Regions from separate parts of the Rattus norvegicus genome. Here region 2 is linked to region 1. A link is a contact called in public Hi-C data. All regions are on one chromosome and are shown on one strand. The core of a region is the stretch at or near the end of the contact, and the rest is flanking DNA. Distances in the headings are between cores, read along the strand shown. Region 1 has its middle 100 kb from the start of Col11a1. Region 2 holds the start of Col11a1 (collagen type XI alpha 1 chain).

Evidence for each region. A called contact is a pair of places that touch in the nucleus more often than the background predicts.
Region 2: a contact with region 1 is called in a Hi-C map of the Rat2 cell line, with 2.4 times the contacts expected there. The contact joins the promoter of Col11a1 here to the enhancer-like site in region 1. A contact is called at or near these places in 3 of 12 Hi-C or Micro-C datasets (the A7r5 cell line, the Rat2 cell line and Schwann cells).

The regions. Positions count from the first base shown.
Region 1 is chr2:204,404,871-204,407,570 of GRCr8, forward strand. No RefSeq gene overlaps it. Among named protein-coding and RNA genes, the nearest start is that of Col11a1, 100 kb to the right of the region's middle. Within about 2 kb of position 1,376, at least 3 of the 93 cell types and tissues checked have an H3K27ac peak or open chromatin away from gene starts, as enhancers often do.
Region 2 is chr2:204,507,787-204,510,486 of GRCr8, forward strand. It overlaps Col11a1 (collagen type XI alpha 1 chain), which reads left to right and starts at 1,350. Exons shown (of 67, transcript NM_013117.1): 1 at 1,350-1,804. The coding sequence starts at 1,702.

The DNA.
Region 1 (2,700 bases), core at 126-2,625:
TTAGAATAAGATAATATGCAATTATGTTGCTGTGGTTACAAAAGGAGAATAACCATGTAAATCATAGCCATTTATCTATGAAATATTAACCTCTTGCTGTAAGCCAGTGAGGCCTTTGTAGAAAGTTTTAGAAAGGCTCTAGAAGGACTGTAATTTAAAAATTAAAAATGTTTCTTGGGAACTGAAATCACTGCTCAAGTATTTCTACTGCACACCAGGAGACATGAAAAAGATGACCTTTAAGGAATACAGAAAAGACAACTTTGGAATCCAAACAAGATCCTGATTCTTCCCCAGCTCATCAATAATATAGGTGTTGTGTTTAAAGGTTTTGTGATGCATGTGGGTGGGTAGAGTTGATGCTTATGTATATAGGTCAGTGGTAGAGCATTGGCTTTGCAATACACAATCCCCAAAATTAAATAAGAGCTCTGTGTTATTACAAAATAAGCATTTTCTGTCAATAGGAGACTCTTCAAACATTCAGTATCAAATGTTTCAGTTTGTTTAGACATTTCTGGTTTGTTTTTTGCCATGCCTTTCAGCCCTGTAACTTAAAAAATTCAGTGTAAGCTGTGAGGTGAGAATAAAAGTCTATGATACAATTAAGTGATGCTCTGTTGAAGGGCTGGGACTGCAGCTCAGTTGTAGAGCACTTGCTGAGAATGTCAGGTCTCGCTATGTAATAATACTTTATGTTGTTTCCATCACATGAAACCTCCTGTTCTTCATATCTACTGAAGTACACAGTTTAATGATGATAAAATATCATGTTAATTAGATTTAGGAGTTGTTGCATGTAAAATAATTAATGACCACATAGTAGTATTTGATTCTGTATACAAATACAAGAGTCTTATACTATATACATATATCTAATAGAACAAAGTGATTGAATAAAATTCACATAACATCTCAATTTCTACCATCATTAAGGAAATAGGAAGTGAATGCTACATAAATAATCCTAACCCAAGTATATGTTAAGGCAGCATAATATGGAGAAAGAGGAAGAATTTTGAAGTATAAATCTTCAAAATTTTCGAACATATATAGTAATCAGAGGCAGAAAACCCAAAATCTAACACGTAATCCATTCATGATTTTAACAATTGTGGATCTTGGAGAAGGGTTGTAATTGGGAGTTGGGTCCAAAAAACCAAAGTTAAGTGCTGCAACCGGGAAGATACAGAGGACAGAAAATGCGATGTAAAAGTAAGGGGCCACGAAAACCTCAGGATCTGGGCGAGGGAGGTAAAGTTCAAGAAATGTAAAGACATGTTTTAGGAACTTCTGAGTAACTTGTTACATAGCTGTTCAAACAAATGTTGTCCTTTAGGAATGCAGACTTAAGTGGAGGCTAATCCCTCCCTAACAGTTGTGGTTGGCACTGCACTGTTAGATGACACAGCACTGTATTCATTGAATTCTGAGGTTGAGTAAAGCAACTGTAGATTCCAAAGGCACTGAAATCTTACTCCCCCTTTCTCCTAACATTACCATAGATTTAAATGCTTATTCTTAAGATGACTTCTTTAAGGTTTCAGGCAATTCAGAAGAACAGAAAAATAGAAACTGGGGAGAGGGCTTAGTGGGTACAAGCATTTGTCCCATATTTGTGAGGATCTAAGATTGGTTTCCAAAAACCACTTAAGGCTGGATGAGGTAGTGTGCATCTACACTTCTAGTACTAGATGGGAAGCAAAGACAAGAGACTCTCTGGAAGTTCTTGAACTATCTAGCCTGATGTACACAGTCATTAAACTGCAAGAGACTCTGTATCAAAACAAGTGGACAGTGAAGTCAAACATACAAGATGATATTTTGACATTTATACATTCACTTTTACACATAAGAATATAAGCATAACACCATAAATACACATATCCATCGTAGAGACAAACACATTAAAAACATTATAAAGTGATTGATAGAGATGTGAGGTAGATCGATATACTAGCTAGTGCCTTGAAAAATGTTATACCATGTGTGAGTCATCAATTTGAGAAACATAGAAGGTATTTGTAAATATTGTGGGGTGCACAGGGTTATGGATAAGTTTTGTAGTAGTTTCATAACATTGCTATAAAATGTGTTGTTATTTTTGCTTGTAGAATATATGATTTTCTTGATTGTTTTCCTCAAATCACAGAAGAGAAAATCAAACAAAGAGAAAGCAATCAAAATAATTTTATTTCATTTAAGGCAGTTACAGAGACTAAAAGAATAAAATCCACACCGAGGAAATCCCATGATAACACACAAATCCAGGGATCATGACAGATTGTTTGCACTTTCTCCTGCTGGAGGATTCAGTAAACCCGTTTTCTGCTAACCCTCTTCTCATCTTTACGTTGTCTGAATTGTTTCTAGGTCTAACAGCGTTCTCCCATTTAAAGCTGTATACTCTGCCAGCAGAAAACCTCCTCGCGATATGGAAGTCTGAAAAGAGCATAAACTATGATACAGCTCACTGTTCAATCATAACTTTTTAAGCAGATAACTTCAAAAAAATGAAGTCATGATTCATAATACAATATGGATGGCGATGTTAGAAAACCAAAGACCACATATCCTTTGATTCTCTTTATTTGATTTGTCCATTGATGGCAAAACTATACAAACGTAAATTACTGTTCACCTCAGAAGACGATGATGACATGTAATCACTGATGGTGCTGAGGTGTCTTTGAAGGGAGA
Region 2 (2,700 bases), core at 100-2,599, 100 kb after region 1:
TATATGGTCCAATTATTCCTATTTTAATGAATCATTTAAAAAAGACTCCGTGGTTTAAAGATTAGCATAAAAAACGAATGGAACACACAAGCTTGATAAGCTTAATTAAAGGCTCTAAAGTGTTGATATGACTTAAACACTCACAATGGGTCCTGGTTTCTAGTCTCTGTTGAAAAAAAATAGTATTCATTCGAAACATCTCCATTGAGTGGCTAATGTATGCTGCTACACAGTTGGACGCTGTTCCTACTTCTGTTGATTGCTGGACATTGGACGTGGCACACAACTGTTGAAGAGACATGTTTCAGAAATGATTAAAACCAGAAAAGACCAATCAAAAGGGTGGAGTAATTCAAATATGCGAAAACTGACCAGATACTCTAATGTGTAGATATAAGAGAGATACAATGAGGAGGAGATGGGTTTCTTAGAAACATGTCACTCTTGTTAGGCTTTCCTTGTGGAGTGACCAAGTTTTCAGACTTAAGGCTCAGGGTCAGAACCAGTAAAGAAACTGCGCTCTACTGGTTAGAGTTCTGCAGATAGCTTGCCTGTCTTCTATTCCCTCTGTTTCCCTTTTATTCGGTATCAGGATTTTCTGGGAAAGTAAATGACAGATCCCTTAATTTGTGCTGCCATGGGTTCTTGCTTTCTCCAGCTTTCTCAGAGAGAGGCAAGCACCTTACTGAGCTCTGAGCAGCCTTTGAACATTTGAGAAGCTTAACTTTCAGCTCGTCAACTAGATTTTGCCTACAGAATGAGGATTTTGATCTTTAGAGTTCTTTCATGACACCTTTCATTAGTCTCTGGGTGAAATTATTAGTAAAATACGTTTGGGTGCCGGCAGCACAGAGCCCACTGGTTTCTGTGGCTGCCTTAGGAAGCAGGGCTTTTGGAAGGGGGATAAGGTTACCGCTGCCAGTCCAGGACTCCAACTGTGGGGCCAGTCGAACTCTGGCCTTCTCCCCTCTTTCCCTTCCCCCCTCCGAAGAAAGAGGGGCACCCAGACGGTGCAAGTAGAGTACTTGGTTTTTACTGAATACAGAAGCTACTGGAACATCCCGTGTGCTCCAGGGCTGTCCTGCAATTCCTTTCATTCCCAAAGTGCAGGAGCCCAGCATTGGTCCCGCCTAACTCCCTCCCATTTCTTTTCGTGGATTTGGGGAGGGGGGAGGAGAGGGGAGATGCAGGGTGGCTGGTGGGCTGGGCCTGCAGTAGTCTGGATCCTCCAGGGAGAGACTGGGCGGGCTCAAGGCTGCGGGGAGGCCTGTGATTGGGTATGGCCTTCAGTCGGCTTGTCAGTTTCGCGGGCACAGGGGGCGGGGGGAGTGGGCGGAGGAGGGGGCTGCGCGAGCCTCTTGTCCAGCCCACCCACAGCATGAAGCCTTTAGTGGTGCTCAGTGCTTTCAGCTTTTTTTCTTGAAACCCTTCATCTACCCTCAGTCTGAAGGCAGGGTCAGGCGTAGGACGGGTCTCAGGGTCGCAGTCTTCTGCGGGCCACCCCAGAGGGAGAGGAGGGGGCGAGAGACAGGAAGGAAGCAAACCATCAAATTGAAAAAAAAATAGAGCCCTTTGACTTTTTTTCACTCCCTCTCCCTTCCGGATGGCTGTGTAGCAAACGTAGGCGACACCTTGGAAGGGACGAAGTTGGTCTGCACTGGCAATTTCGTGGGTTCACAGTTGTGAGCGCCGGGCTTGGAGATGGAGCCCTGGTCCAGGTGGAAAACGAAACGGTGGATCTGGGATCTCACCATCTCAACCCTCGTCTTGACTTTTCTCTTCCAAGCCAGAGAGGTCAGAGGAGGTAAGTAGAAAAAAAAAAAGTTTGGGGAGGGGGGATATTGCCACCTGGCTTTCTTCTTTTGGTGCCCTTCCCCCTTGTCTTCTCACCACTTCTTTTAAATAAAATCCAGATTGTTGCTGCTACCAGGTTAAGAATGGAAACTGGAGAGACAGCGAGATGGATGTAGGCGGGACAGTAATGGGCAAGGAGGTAGGTGGTAGGATTAAAAGATCTGTCAGGCACCCAGCAGACAGAGAAAGTCAATCATCCCTTTTCATTTTCTTTGCAAAGAGGAAAAAAAAATATTACCTTGAACAGGAAGGCAGTCGTACAAAGCTAAAGCTTTTGTTTTGAGAACAGTCTACTCAGAGTCCTCTGTCCTTTGAACCAATCTTTGTATTTCTTCTGGTTCTAAAGGGGATATCTTTTGAAGGGTGAACTGAGGAGAAAATACAGAGAAAGAGTATAAAGTGAACTGTGATAAACTTCTTTGTCTGCAAGGAAGTGAAAAACGGTCTGTTTTTACTTTGGGGGATATGAGAGAAACCAAGGGGGATGAAGCTAGAAGATTGGGAGCACTTTGTGTGTGGCATTTTGAAATGCTTCTCAGTGGAACACATTTCACAGATGATAAAGTGGTGTTCAGGACTGCTCCTGGCCGGTGGCGGAGCAGTTTCTCCTGATGTTTGGCCCCCTTCTCCTCTCCATGAAGCCCTCATCCTCAGTCTCTTGCCCACCTCAAATAGCTCCTTCTTGCAGGTTGGACATACAACTCCTTTGGAGGGTGATGAAAGTCTCCAAGCAAATGGGGTTGGGGGCGGAGGACTAGAGAGTGGGAGGAAGAGGAGGGGGCCTGGGATGGGAGGAGGAAGGTAAAGAAAAGTTCCTACGTGGCACTACCAAATATTGAATGGCCA